Regions from separate parts of the Sus scrofa genome. Here regions 1, 2 and 3 are each linked to region 4. A link is a contact called in public Hi-C and HiChIP or PLAC-seq data. All regions are on one chromosome and are shown on one strand. Each heading gives the region's core, a stretch centred on a gene start, on an enhancer-like site or on the middle of the called end of the contact. The rest is flanking DNA. Distances are from core to core; before and after follow the strand shown.

The links. A called contact is a pair of places that touch in the nucleus more often than the background predicts. HiChIP or PLAC-seq counts read pairs in DNA pulled down with a chosen protein or histone mark.
Region 1: a contact with region 4 is called in an H3K27ac HiChIP or PLAC-seq map of skeletal muscle. The contact joins two enhancer-like sites. A contact is called at or near these places in 2 of 47 Hi-C or Micro-C datasets (both in skeletal muscle) and 1 of 2 datasets of contacts at active chromatin or transcription factors (skeletal muscle).
Region 2: an H3K27ac HiChIP or PLAC-seq map of skeletal muscle shows a contact between it and region 4, with 5 times the contacts expected there. The contact joins two enhancer-like sites. A contact is called at or near these places in 2 of 47 Hi-C or Micro-C datasets (both in skeletal muscle) and 1 of 2 datasets of contacts at active chromatin or transcription factors (skeletal muscle).
Region 3: a Hi-C map of skeletal muscle shows a contact between it and region 4, with 7 times the contacts expected there. The contact joins two enhancer-like sites. A contact is called at or near these places in 3 of 47 Hi-C or Micro-C datasets (psoas muscle and skeletal muscle) and 1 of 2 datasets of contacts at active chromatin or transcription factors (skeletal muscle).

Annotation. Positions count from the first base shown.
Region 1 is chr16:37,934,807-37,938,370 of Sscrofa11.1, reverse strand. All of the region lies in intron 10 of PDE4D (cAMP-specific 3',5'-cyclic phosphodiesterase 4D), which reads left to right. Among named protein-coding and RNA genes, the nearest start is that of RAB3C, 520 kb to the right of the region's middle. Within about 2 kb of position 1,265, at least 3 of the 83 cell types and tissues checked have an H3K27ac peak or open chromatin away from gene starts, as enhancers often do. A contact at or near this core is called in skeletal muscle, where this site is marked.
Region 2 is chr16:38,111,060-38,114,609 of Sscrofa11.1, reverse strand. All of the region lies in intron 6 of PDE4D (cAMP-specific 3',5'-cyclic phosphodiesterase 4D), which reads left to right. Among named protein-coding and RNA genes, the nearest start is that of MIR582, 470 kb to the left of the region's middle. Within about 2 kb of position 2,194, at least 2 of the 83 cell types and tissues checked have an H3K27ac peak or open chromatin away from gene starts, as enhancers often do. A contact at or near this core is called in skeletal muscle, where this site is marked.
Region 3 is chr16:38,093,351-38,097,207 of Sscrofa11.1, reverse strand. It overlaps PDE4D (cAMP-specific 3',5'-cyclic phosphodiesterase 4D), which reads left to right. Exons shown (of 19, transcript XM_021076868.1): 8 at 2,702-2,775. Among named protein-coding and RNA genes, the nearest start is that of MIR582, 490 kb to the left of the region's middle. Within about 2 kb of position 1,382, at least 1 of the 83 cell types and tissues checked has an H3K27ac peak or open chromatin away from gene starts, as enhancers often do. A contact at or near this core is called in skeletal muscle, where this site is marked.
Region 4 is chr16:38,417,642-38,421,295 of Sscrofa11.1, reverse strand. All of the region lies in intron 5 of PDE4D (cAMP-specific 3',5'-cyclic phosphodiesterase 4D), which reads left to right. Among named protein-coding and RNA genes, the nearest start is that of MIR582, 160 kb to the left of the region's middle. Within about 2 kb of position 1,710, at least 8 of the 83 cell types and tissues checked have an H3K27ac peak or open chromatin away from gene starts, as enhancers often do. A contact at or near this core is called in skeletal muscle, where this site is marked.

The DNA.
Region 1 (3,564 bases), core at 16-2,515, 480 kb after region 4:
CCTGGGAGTCAAAGCACAAGCTGGAACAGGGTGAAGAGAGAGAGACTGTGTCAAAATAGGTATAGGTTGATTCACCAATATAGTGAGTGATATTAGATGCCAAGAGAAAAATGAAACAGAATAGCAGATGACAAATGTGAACCTTTATCTTGAGTCTGCTTTATATCTCCTAAATCCCCATGAGCTCAGCAATTCTCTTATGGTTATTAATGCCCCACACTGGAGTTGTGACCTTGGATTTTTTTTTTTTTTGTCTTTTCTATGGCCGCACCTATAGCATGTGGAGGTTCCCAGGCTAGGGGGTCTAATTGGAGCTGTAGCTGCCAGCCTACACCACAGCCACAGCAACGCCAGATCCAAACCGTGGCTGCGACCTACATCACAGCTCACAGCAATGCAAGATCGTTAACCCACTGAGCTAGGCCAGGGATCGAACCCACAACCCCATGGTCCCTAGTCCTATTCATTTCTGCTGTGCCACAAAGGAACTCCACCTTGGATATTTAAACTGCTTCAACTTCTCTGAGCCTTTGCTTTCTCTATAAACCGGAACTAACAAAATCCATCTCATGGGATTGTTAGGAGAATTTAAACAAAAGCTTAGGTCAAGTCCATAATATGGGTACACCCATCATAGGTACATGGCCTATCCTTAGTTGGGATGGGAACTATTTTTAAACTTAGAAGATGAACTTTATATGCTGCCATATAGGTAACCCAGTGCAACTGGAGCTTGAATCAACAAGCCTGGGCAAATGAGCTCAGAGTGTGCCTTTGAAATCTTGATCCCCATCGTGCTGATTTATGTGCCTCCCTAGCTTGCATGTGGGATCGCCCTGAGGTTGTTCACTGTAGTTTTAGCTTGTTACCTAGCACCCTTGGATAGCATATTTTTATTTACACTCTCACTGATCACTTGACCACAATTACTTTGAAAGAGTATGTATGAATGCAGCCACAAAAGAAACATTTCTCAGTTGTGAGGGTCTCACGTGGATCTTTAATCCACTTTGTCTAAAAACTGGAACGTTTCTTAGACTTTACTTTTCCCTCCACCAGAATGACCTCAGAGGCCCCTCCAAATGTTTTTTTTTTTTTCCGATTCTGTAGAATAGTGAGATTTTGATTATTAATAAGAGTGTCAAATATCAATCAACATCAGGTTACTAAATGTCTCTTTTGGGGTAAGAAGAAATGTGAACCAAAAATAGAACCCTTTAATCATCGCACAAATTTAAAATGGCAGTCCAGCTGAGAAACAGAGGAATGGATGAGATGACCTTGAACATAATTCCAGCCCAGATGGGCTAGTCATGGGTCTGACACTCGCCGTAGCCAGAGGGAAAAGAAATTCCCCGGCAGTGTAGTTGGTATCAGAGTTGAAAATGAGTCACTGAGTAGGTGATTGATCCCTTTCCGTTTTCCACTTGCCATCAGCCACTTTGCAGAGAAATCAAGCTTTAGTATACTTGATTCAAAAAAAAAAAAAAGATTTTTTTTTCTTTTTTAATTCCAAAAGTTCTTAGAGGTGAAAGAGATTTGTGAGATCACTTCACTTTCCTTCATTAAAAATGAGGTATTAAGGCACAGGAAAATTAAAGTGACACAGAACAAGAATCCTTTCTTACTTTTGTCAGGGCTTTTACTTTGTGTGGAATAAATAATTTTTGTCACTAAACAAGATCCTGTGTTCAGTCTTTATTGATATTATCACTTTTGAATGAAATTTTTACTTTGCTTTATCTTTGTTATTTATATTTGATCTTTGATTATTCTCTAGGCCAGATACCATTTTCATATGAGAAATAAATCAGGCATTTTTTTTTTTTTAAATTTTGGGTTTTGTCATTATTGTTTTGTATCTTTTGACTTCAGGTAACATAAGTCCAATAGTTAGGCCTTCACTAAGGAAATTTTGTTTTTGTGTAGTTACTGCAAGTAAACTGCTCCAAAGGCTTTCATAGACAAAATGAGGCTTAATATATGTGCATTTGTATTCAAATACATACAAAGAGAGGTAGATACGTACATACAAAAGCATATAGACATACTTATTGCCGTATACGTTAAGTAAGGCTGTTGGGTGTGAATGAGTTCCAGAGTTTACTGGTCCTATAGAGCAGTACAGAATGTTCAACACTAAGAATGAGAATGGTTGGGAAGCATCCCAGAAAAAGTGCTACTTAGGTTGGATCTTGAACATAGAAGGTTCATATTGGTTACTAATGAGGAAAGAGATGATAGTGCAAGGGCTGGATGAGGCAGGGTAGGATGGGACACTCCCTCAGATTGCCTTATTGTTTGTAGGTGTGGGTGAGGAATGGGTATTCTGGATGAAAGAGCCTGCCTGGAACAGAAAATCTGATTACAGGAACAGAGGCAGGTGTGAAAAGTGTAGATTGAGGCCCTACTGCAGAGCACCTCAAGTGTCAGATTAAGCTGTTTGGACAATACTCTGTCCACCCTAAAGAACCCTTGTGTTTTGTTTTCGGGGAAATGCTACAAGGAAAGTAACAAAATGGTTTTAGAAAGATAAATCTGATGGTGGTATGCAGGATGGATCACATTGAGGAGAAAGTGTGAAAGCAAAAAGAATCTGATAGGGAATTAGGCATGTAAGTGATGAGGGACTGGAATAGGATGGGAAGGAAAAGAAACGGATAGTTAGGAGAATGACTGCAGGAAAGGAGACTTTGCTGGGGCACTGCAGCCAGAGGAAAGTATGAAATTCTAAACTCAAGTAATAATAGAAGGAATAACAATTGGAAAATCAGGGAGAGAAGCTGATTTGAAGAGAGTGAGGTGGAAGATATGTCAGTTAAATCTTTAGACATGAAATTACATATCTAAATAGAAATGTCCTAGAGGCCTTCAATTGTCAGGACTGGATTTGTGGTGAAAAGACAGGCAACCTGGAAGTTGCCTGTATAGACCTGATGATTAGGGCCTTAAGGCTCAACTGTAAAATGGGAATAATAATAGTCCTCACAGAATTGTTATTAGTAATGAATGAGATAATGCCAGGCAAGTATTCTATGCTAGTCTTGGCAGGTAGTAGATGGTAAATAAATATTTATCAATATCAATCAGTATTAACTATTATTACTTTTAACTGTGGATTTTAGAGAAAGATAGTTTTGTGAATTATTAGAACTGGTATTCTGGAAGCTATATTAAAGTCGGTGACCTCGGAGCATAAAAAACCCTCTGAGTGATTTTAATCTAGACAAACCAGTCAAAATAACCATAACATCACTTATTGATCCAAAATTTTGATCAACGGAACAAGTTACCCTAGGGATAACAGCGCAATCCTATTCTAGAGTTCCTATCGACAATAGGGTTTACGACCTCGATGTTGGATCAGGACACCCAAATGGTGCAACTGCTATTGGAGGTTGATATGTTTTCTTACCCCAAATGGAAGTTCATATGTTCTGATTTGCATGCTTGCTCCTCTAGCTGTTACAGGACCAGCAGCAACAGCCCAAGCTATAATTGCTCATGTTTAGCTGTTGATCACTGTTTGTAAGACCTGGAGTGGGTTTTTTTTTTTAATCTAAA
Region 2 (3,550 bases), core at 945-3,444, 310 kb after region 4:
TTTGTTTTTTTTTTTCAGAAGCTAAAAAAGAAGGCACTAAGAATTCTTTTACGTAAAATCATGGAGTTAATTCCATGTGTTGACCTGACAGCACACTCTTGTTTTATGCCATTTCTTTTCTTTTCTTTTCTTTTTTTGTCTTTATTTTTTTTAGAGCCACACCCGCAGCATGTGGAAGTTCCCATGCTAGAGGTCTAATCAGCTGTAGGCGCTAGCCTACACCACAGCCACAGCAACGCCAGATCTGAGCCATGTCTGGGACCTACACCACGCTCACGGCAACGCCAGATCCTTAATCCACTGAGTGAGGCCAGGGATCGAACCCACAACCTCATGGTTCCTAGTCAGATTCGTTTCCACTGTGCCACGACAGGAACTCCTGTTTTATGCTGTTTCATGTGCATTATTTATCTTAAATACATTGTTTCCATTCATTTACCCCACCTGCTATAGAGATTAGGTAAAATTTCCTACCTGTTTCACTATTTTTTGGTGTTTTGTTTGTTTGTCTGCTCTGCATTGGTTTAAAGGTGGCCCATCTTGTACTTTTTATCCAGGAAAGCAACCTGATGTTTCCCAGACAGACAACTTGTATATAACCCAGCTCTCCAAACACAGGAGCACTTTGAATATGGTAAAAGTATACCTCAAAGGTTTATGAACAGACCTCACAGTCATCAGTTCAAGTTCAAGATATTCACAAAGACTACCATGTTTTATCCTCTCTGGCTCTCAGCTTTGATAGACTCTTTGGGGAGTGATGCAGATAGATAGGGGTACATTCTTAAAATCGCCTGACATCTGTATAATCTTTGTACTTAACATAGGATTCTCCCATGAAGTTTAGAACTTGATCCTCAAAACAGTCATGTAAGGAAACAAGGGAAAATATCATTAGCTCAGACTTACATATCACAAAATTCTGCTCAGAAATGCCATGTCTTGCACGCACTCACCCACACACATGCATGTGTGCGTGCACATACACGTCATGAGTTAGAATCCAGGTATCTTGACCCTGAACATAATGATTTTGACCAACAGCTGCTGCCAGACAATGCCTTTGGCATTTGCTGGCAGGTATAATACCCTCTGGATGAGAATATAATAATAGCAGTTATACTAAAATCTTTATTCCCCTTTCAGGAGTGGAGAATCCTGATGGGCTTCTAAGCAAATCTTTCCTCTTATGAGGAAGAGCAAAAATTGTCTTTGCCAAACAATCAAGAATTGTTGTTCCATTAATATAGCAATGCTCTTTTGCTCTCAAGCTTAGAGTAGTTTTTTGTTTGTTTGTTTGTTTTTCCAGTTATTCAAAACATTGTCTTCTCTTATTACTGAAGTTTTGAAAGATTGCTCAAGAGGTGCACTGGTCAAGATGATAGCCACTAATCACTGATGACTCTCGATTTAAATCAATTAACATTAAATAAAGGTAGTATCCAGTTCCTCAGCTGCACTAGCCATATTTCCAGTGCTAAGTAGCCACTGTGGCTAGTGCAAACTGAACTGGACGGCACAGAGAGTGATATTTCCATCACTGCAGAAACTTCTGTTGGACTGTACTGAGTCTAGAATATGTACTTCTGTGGAGCTTCAGAATAGTCTGAATCCACTTGTGTGTAGAAAGCAACAACATGGTGCAGTGGAAGTGTGACAGTATGTAAAGTCTGGGTTTAAATCCAGCTCTGCTGCTCTTTTCCAATGCCCTGGGATTTTATTATTCAATAAGACTTCAAAAACCATCTCAGCGACTGAGCCAGCATTACTAACTCCCTACTTTTCCAGATAAAGGACTTTAGTTAATAGAGAAATTCCCCCCATTGATATACACACTCATTTTCTTTTTCAAAGGCATTTCGTTTCCATTTTTTAAAAAGGTGTATTCTCAGAATAAAGGAGAGTTTTTCAAAGGAATGTGGTTAACTTTTTTTTTTAAATAAGACTTAAAAAAAATTCACTCTAAAGTTTGTGTTTATTCTCACCCTCACAAAGAGCAATGAGCATTCTGTTGGGTGAGCACCAGGTCTCAGCGTGGCATTTGGAAACCACTGAACTCTGCCACTTGCCAAGGGCATGACTGCCAATGAGTTACTTAAGTTCTCAGAACCGAGTTCCTTATCTTGAGAGGGAACATGAGCATCCATTTACCGCAGAGGCATCAGAATTAAATACCACGTGTCAGTCGGGCAGGGTCTCGTACGTAGTAGGCATGCAGAAAATGTACTGCGCTCATTCCTCTCCGTTTGATCACACCCTTCCTTTTAATCTACTGAATCATTTGATACCATGCAAATCTTGAAAAATTGTTGGACTAGCTACCCATAAATTTTTTCCCTGGGAGCCCATCCTGGAGAAAAACCAAGAGTGCAGGGCCACTGACGTTAGGAACGGGCCAAAGAAGATAAACTGGGAAAGAAGAACCTGTTCCTAGAACACAGAGTGAGGGCACTTGTGAAAGCTTGCTGTGTGTGCAGCCCTCTCCCCATCCTCCTCCCTCCTGGAAGTCAGCCATCAAAGTTTTGTGATGACAATTTGTGACATCAGCACTCTTGATGGGATCCCTTTATTGTATTGGCTTTTATAAAACAAAATAAATATGCTGAGTGAGTGCGTCCCTACATGTGCAAAACACTTTTATCATTTTAGAAAAGGAAAATCTGTTGCTATATAATTCTGAAAAGAGATTGTCTTTCATGCCATCATTTAACAAATTTGAGGTCATTTATTGACTTCATGAACATTCTCTAGTGAAACCTAAATTTTTGTTTTATGACAAAGCGGAGATTACACTTCAGACTAGAGAATTTTTGCTTATGTTTCATTAGCTCCAATTTCACTTACCTCATCTTCAGTGCGTGTAAGATGAGCATACAAGGGCCCCAAATAGAGGGGTTTTGATTTAGGAATGTTTGGGGGCAAATATCAGGCCTTCATTTTTAAAGCATGAATAAGGAGTGAGCAAATGATTTAAGTGTCAGAAGACCAAATAACTTCTTAGGTCATGTTCTATGATATATTTTCATTTTTTAACTTTTTAGGACTTTACTTTGGATAGCACTTCTAGTTTCACAGCCAAATTAAGAGGAAGGTACATAGATGTCCCATATACTTTCTGCCCCCATACCAGGGTGCAACATCTATTACAATTGATGAACCTGCATTGACGTATTATGTTTTCTTAATCTTATGAAATACACCTTAAAATGTAATGTATGCAAGGCAGATGTTCTTTGAAGGGTTTTTCCATTGAGTATTATAGGCTAAATAATACAGTAAATTCTCTTTATGCTGATAAAGATGGTGGTGGGGTTCCCCCCACAATAACTTTTCCCCTCCTCATTTGAAATACAGAGGCAGAAAGTCAAAATGCTTCCCCTAGAATTACACTCACATGCACACAGCAAGCATAAATACATTTACACATAGATATTTACATACATGTGCATATGCACAGAGGCATTTATTAAATATGACATGCTTGCAATCTTACTACAGTCTGAGTATGGACATATGATATTGAATTATCAGCCAAAACTATCACCTGGGT
Region 3 (3,857 bases), core at 133-2,632, 320 kb after region 4:
GCCTTTATCAAATATTATTTGTCCCCACAAAAACAATAATGTAATACTTGCACATATAGGGGATGATGTATCTACAAGGGTACTTACTGCAGCAGTGTGTATAAAAATAAAATTTAGGAGACAATCTAAAAGCCCGTGAGTCGAGGGGATAAGCAGCTGAATGGAGGAGAGGCTCAAACAGAGAAACCTATTTTCACGTTTCATTGTGAAATATTTCATCCATATAAGAGAAGATCTCTAGAGACTTTCTAAAAGATAAAGAACAATACTAAAATCAACAGTTTAAGAAATAGAACAGTGCCAATATTTTAATGCCTCCAAGGGTCCCCCAGTTTTATCTGTTGGCCTCTTCTCAGAAATAACAATAATTTTGATTATTTTCTTTGTTATTGAGAGAGACAATTTACTTTTAAATGTGTACCATGTAAAGATATAGATTATGCAAATAAGTACAAAATAAAAATGTAATTTAAAAACCAAAATGAAATCCTCTAATTTAATATCTTTATTATATCTGAGGCAAAAACCTTTATACAGAAAAACAAGTGGAGTGTATCTTTCATGAAGTAATGCTTTCTTTCAAATGAGCACAGATCATGAGTTACCTACGGTCCTATTGCTGTTTGCCCAACTGTCAGATGCACTTACCTTAATTTATTAAAACAAAATTCTCAGAATTCTGAGGTTAAATTTTAGCCTAGAATAAGGATTGATGGGGGGCAATAACCTTAAAATGTTTTGTTAGTGTACTTAATATTCAATTCTTAAAGTCTAAATTCAGCCTGCATGATTTAATGACAGTGGGTCATTTGTCAGATTTCTTTCTGGATCATTCAAGATTTCATGCCTGATAAAAGACAGCATGGTTTGATGTCAGCAGTTGGCCAGTCGAATCCTCCGTCATAGGCAGGGTGACCTTTTGGCACTGTGAGCTGTTTATATGTGATAATGGACCAGATTTTTCCAGGGAGTGAGTTAATCATGGTTGGCACCTTACAAAACACCATTAACTCCTTCAGGGATAGTGCTGTAGGTCACTGTCCTGGGCATAAACAGGACCCCAGTGACCTACAAGAAGGAATGCCAGTTTAAAAAATGTCTGAGACGTTTTTGTCTTAGAACAAAATTTAGGCTGATTTTAGTCTCGGTCAGCATCCAGTGAAAAAAAATTCTGGGAACAGACCTGGAGCCCTGGTAACATTATAAATTTGCCCCCCATCTCTTGCATATTGTCATTAGGAGACATTAAGTAGATTCCCGGCATACATGCCCAATCATTAGTCAAATGGAATGTTGCCTTGTTGGGCTAATAGTCCCTGAGCGCCTTGTGTTTGCCAGACACTGTTCTGGACACCTTACCTGTCATCTCATCGCATTTTCACAACAGCCCTTGAGGTAGACGGCACTCTCCTGCTTGCCAGATGAGTAACTAAGCTTCAGATAAACGATGGAACTTGTCTGAGTTCACATGTTGACTGTAACAGAGCCAGGCCATCTGGGCTGTGATGTGGTATCTACAAAGGCATCTGAAATCTAAGTTTGAGAGAAACTTAACATTCCCATTGTCACCCAGAGGGCCTTTGACCTTAGCAACTCTAGGCTACACCCTGAGGGGAAACTTGCCCATTCTAGGAGAAAGTGGGAGGAGATGGTGCTCCCTAACTTCTGATTGTTTTGCCACTGTCCAGCTTCACTAGAATTAGAAAAAAAGGAAGAGCTATCAGAAATAGTGGGGCCTACTGGTCCTGCCTTGTGTGTGTGGATTATGTTGTGTCTCAGTAATCATTTATTCAACAAAATTTTGTGTCTTTCATGGGCCAGGCACTGTGCACATTCAGGGCAGTCTCATTTTATTCGAGACCTTATAATTCATGAATCAGATAACCTTCACGAGGAAAGGAATCTCTGTGTATTAGCTAGAGTAGCCCTGTGGCAAAAGTGCAAAAACAATTTAAAATGTACATAGTTTGGAGTTCCCGTCATGGCTCAGCAGAAATGAATCTGACTAGCATACATGAGGAAGCAGGTTTGATCCCTGGCCTCGCTCAGTGAGTTAAGAATCTGGTGTTGCCATGAGCTGTGGTGTAGGTTGCAGATGCAGCTGGGATCTGGCATGGCTGTGGCTATGGCATAGGCCAGGGGGTACAGCTGCAATTTGACCCCTAGTCTGAGACCCTCCATATGCAGCAGTTGCAGCCCTAAAAAGACAAAAAAAAAAAAAAAAAAAAAAGGGTGTGGTTTGTGGATTTTAAGATTATGGCATTCTTGGTTTGAAGAGAACTTGGTAAGAGAACTGTTTTACATTTTGCCCTTAAAGTGAGACTTTATGAATATTTCATATTACATGATTTGAAATTTGCATAAAATGCAATAGCACTCTGTATATTGCCTGGGACATTGTTTTTTTGGTGGCTGAGGAATCCAGAAATACTGTGGCAGTTGCTGCTCCTGTCACCATATTCATAGACCATGAGGAGAAATAATCCAGAAAATCTTTTTAAGTTTGCCCTCTGTGGATTTCATATGGATACATGTAAATGTCACCAGATGCTGGGAGGTTCTTCAGTAGTATATGAAACTAAGTTGGAAGTGGTGTCAGGTTTTCACTGAACAAACCAATTTTTAAAGTCACCAAACCATTTCAAATTTCATTAAAGAGGCCCTCATTTCAAGAAGTTTAAAGACTCCTTTTTTGTTGTAGGTCTTGGCCAGCCTGCGAACTGTCCGAAACAACTTTGCTGCGTTGACTAATTTGCAAGACCGAGCACCTAGCAAGTAAGTTATTTTCTCCCACTCCTTCTGGCTGGACCTTCATACAGTGTTTTCTCAATTTAATTGAACTCAAGGTGATATATTAGATTTCTCTGAATAGTTGCCATGTTGTCTAACCATTTACTCTAAGTCATACGATGTCCTGTTAATTTTCTATAAATACTGTGTGATGATGGTTCTCATATCAGAGATGAAGCAGGATGACAAATAAATATGATGATTCCATCTGTCAGAAATCACCTGGCATGATCAGTCCTCTGCCCAGTTATTTACACTCAGGGTAACTACAGTTTTGGCTGACTTTATAAATTAACCATAGGCAGAGAGTGTCGTCAGCCCTTAAAGTTAACCCCACTTTATCCTCTTAATTCTAAGGCAAGGAGAAGCATCATATCACAGCAAAGATCTCTAATTCTTGAGCTGTTACTGAACTAGATCAACAGCACCATGAAGATCCCAACAAAACTGGGACTTATAGGATAACAGGGGAAGCAATTGAAAGAGAGAAAGCTGAGATGGAAAATAATTTTAACCTGGGGGTTCTAATAAAGGTGGAAAATGAAAAAAAAATTTTTTTGGGGGGGGGAGTTCCTGTTGTGGCTCAGTGGAAACAAATCCGACTAGTATCCATGAGGAAGTGGGTTTGAACCCTGGAGTCGCTCAGTGGGTTAAGGATCTTGTGTTGCCATGAGCCATGGTGTAGGTCTCAGAAGGGACTTGGATCCCGAGTCATTCTGGCTGTGGTGTAGGCTGGCAGCTCTAGCTCCAATTCGACCCCTAGCCTGGGGACTTCCATATGCCATGAGTGTGGCCCCGAAGAAAAGCAAAAAATAAGAAGCCAAGGTTAAGTGGAAAACTGATTCACTTTTTCAAATGCCATTATTTTGACAACCTATTATAAAATAATATAATATTCTCATTAAGATATCACCTCTAGGAGTTTCCGTCATGGCACAGAGGAAACTAATCCAACTAGGGACCGTGGGATTGTGGGTTCGATCCCTGGCCTCGCTTAGTGGGTTAAGGATCTGGCATTGCCATGAGCTGTGGTGTAGGTCCCAGAGGCGACTCTGATCCCGTGTTGC
Region 4 (3,654 bases), core at 461-2,960:
TCTGAGTTGTGCTGTAGATCGCAGACACGGCTCAGATCTGGCGTGGCTGTGGCTGTGGCAATAGGCCAGCAGCTGCAATTCTGATTTGACCCCTAGCCTGGGAACCTCCATATGGGCCCCCAAAGAGAAAAAAAAAAAATACCAAATTCCTTTTATGTGGCTGTAGTCATTATTTTCCCCTCAGGAATTCCCATAGGTGGATGCCCTTAATGAAACCCTTTTTGCCCACTTTCCCCCTTGACCATGTGACTTGAACATGAATGTGAATTTCACTCATTGGTGAAGAAATCAGCATGGCCCTGATGAGGCCATTTCTGCCCTCTTTGGTCTCTCCTGTCTAAGAATTTGTTTATTCAAACAAGTCTATGCATCCACTTGGACCTATTTGGACATTTAGCAATTAGCATTACCTCAGTCTCCGTAGACAGTGGCCAAATATGCTCATAAAATTCAGGTGGCATGATCGCTTGCCCCTTCCCTGCTCCAGCTTTGGATGGATTAATTCACTGCATCACAGCCAGCACCTGAGTATAGAATCATTTATTTTTGTGTTACTTCATGACGAAAGCCCAGCTGGCATTAGCTCAAGTTATGCAGCTGGCTATTAATTGAAGAAAACGTCTCTGTCACTCCTCAGTCAAACAATCTGATTCAGCAGATCCTTTTCACTCTCCTTCCTTCTATTCTACCAGAAGAACAAACGTAAATAACTCCCACTTGGCTTCGCTCGTCATGGATTGTAAATTAGCTGGCAGCATGCAGACTGATTGCATTAATGCTCTTTGGGTTGCTCTTCTCAATTGATTTTTATTTCTGGAAGAGGTTTGGACATTTCATTTCTCAGGCTTTAATGTTGCTGAAGGGAAGGAAATATTGTAGCCTGCCTTTGTTCTTCTTTCTTGCATAGCTAATTTTCAAAGTCATTTCACCAAAATTTCAAATTACAGCACCTGTAGAGTAGGTACTGGTTTTCTGAGCTGATGTTCTGTTTTTCCCTCATACTTGACTTATGCTTTGTGGATGTATTTTAAACAGAACCCGAGAGAGGTTTGTTCAGGGTTTTAGAAATATATAAACACATAATATGTAATATGTAGCACATGGTGTGCCAAACATTTTTGATGAGTGCATTTTGTAATTCTTAAAGTATGAAAGTACTTGGTATGAGGAGATGATATAGTATATTAAAAATCATGGAACTTTTCCATAAAATAAAATCCAGTGCAGAAATCAGAGGAGAGTTTTTGCACGAGTGCTAAAATAGTACATCAGTTTGATCCTTGCTGGATATGAGAATCCACCAGTTATATTATTCTGTAGAAATGTAGTTCAGTGACAAGGACCTCTTTGATGCCCTCCCTCCAGCCCAGTCCCTATTCTCTGTACAATGTGCTTGTTGGGAGATGAATGACTAGTCATTATTAGACCCCGAGCCCTGAAAATGAGTTTGGGACAGCAAAATTGTACCTTCTTGAGACCTAGGGTGTCAATAAGGGGCTCAGTGGGATTTCAGCAAGAGGGACTAGGGAAAGGCAATCAGAACTTGGCAGAAAAAAATAGACTCTGGTGCTAAAGGAGACCTCGGAGAACCGCCTTGTCCCTAGAGGATGGTCTTATGATTCATTAGAGGAGCTGTATCCGAAGGGCATCCGAGAGCCTGGCTTGGATTAGGTCGTCTTGGGTTACAGGAGGTCCAAAGCTAGAACTGGCAAGAAAGCATCGTGGTCAGAAGCTGTCCTATTTTGAACGTCTGATGTGGGGCCTCGTGGCCATGAAGGAGACCTTAGCGGTTTGAGTAAGCTGGGAAGAAAAGGAGATTACGCAGGAGCCAGAAATCACAGCTGACCTCCAGATCTAGATCTGATCTCATTGCAGCCAGAGTTCTTGGAATGGATCCCTCCCTGGAAGAATTCTTTCCTGAACGCAGATGGGCTGAGGCTGCAGTGAGTAGATTGAGCTGAAGGGGCTGTAAAGCCCTATAAGCTGATAAAAACTGCACAATGGAGAAGACCTTTGAGGAAACCATCAGTTTTAGAAAGAAAGGCAATCACACTTGTCCACTTAATAATCACATGCCCTTCCTACACAATTTTATGTTCCCTCTGTAAAGGGGGTGTCTCATAGGGAATTCCTTTACATAAACTGGCAGACAATTTAAATGAAAAATGTTTTACTTATTTGGGCATTTTCCAAGTATAAAACTGAGGATTTAAATGAAATATAAATGTCTGTGTTGTTGCCAGAAACCTGGTGATGGATGTATTCGTAAACTGGGGATTGAGGCAGGTTATAATCTAGTAAGATAACTGAGGATTTAAATGAAATATAAATGTCTGTGTTGTTGCCAGAAACCTGGTGATGGATGTATTCGTAAACTGGGGATTGAGGCAGGTTATAATCTAGTAAGATATCTTCTGATTCATGTCCTTCATTTGTAGAAAAAAATCTCTGTTCTGGTAACATTTAATTTATGAACTTTGGTATCATGTCACACTTCTTTTAGTTTTTTTTGTGCATCCCCATATAATGAAAGCTTATAATGAGAGCCATTCAGGCAATAAATGTTCCATATTCCGTGCCTTCTATTTTGGGGGCACTGTTTTAGATTTAGGAATACAGCAATAAGGCAGAGTCCCTGCTCTAAAAGAACCTTTGAAAAGAGTAGGAACTTACACAGTACCTTGTGATAGAGTGCAGTATGTCTGATTTCCTCAGAAGCCATTACTAAGGGCATCACTTTTCTTTTAATCCTGAGACCCTTTACTTGATACAGCTTATGCCGGAATAGATGAAAATTCAAACTCTCAAAGACTTTCCTTTTAAGAAGAAAATTGAAATAACAAGTCTACAAGGCAAAAGTAAACCCTCCTCCCAAGCCAACTCAAGACAAGGTGTTCAACTTGCTCTTCTGAGCACAGTGATGTGTCAAGGGAACCTACAGGGAACAGAAGCCCAATGTCACTTTGTTGGTGGACTTCACCATTAGCAGTGTTTCAAGAAGATGTCTTCAAATTGCTCCTTCAGGTTAAGGCTGCAGAAGTTCCTGCTGTGGCAGCATCTCTGCAGCACCAGGACACAAGGTTTGACCCCCAGCCCAGCACAAAGGATCCTGCGGTGTAGGTCACAAATGCGGCTTGGATCTGATCTCTGGCCTGGAAACTCCATATGCCAGGGGTGGCCAAAAAATAAAAAACAAAACAGGGGCAAGAATTTAAGACTATAAATGGTTTAAATGGGGGAGGATGTGACAGGATCAAAAAACTTCCCCTTCCTTTGTGGCTCTGAGAATTCAGAATGAGTGGCTGCCGTTTATGTAGCAAGAGGAGAGAGGGAACCAGAACTTGGAATGAGCTTCTGTGTGGGCCCTCATTGTTCCAGGGTTTACCAAGGGCTACACTATCATCATATTAAACAAATGACTTCTCCTCCTGTGCCAGCCTAATTGCTAGCTTGGCTCTTGAACAAAGAAATCACAATTGAGGCAAAACATGTTTGCCGTTGAAGGTAACAATCTTAGAGCGAGCTTCGGGTTGTTTTTCTAGGTAATTTTTTTTTTTTTTAAATTAAAGTTGCAGAAAGGGACCTGTCTTTTTAAGACAATGAGGCGCCCCTGTGCTCTTAAGTTTCAGCATTGCGTACGTGCTTCACATATTC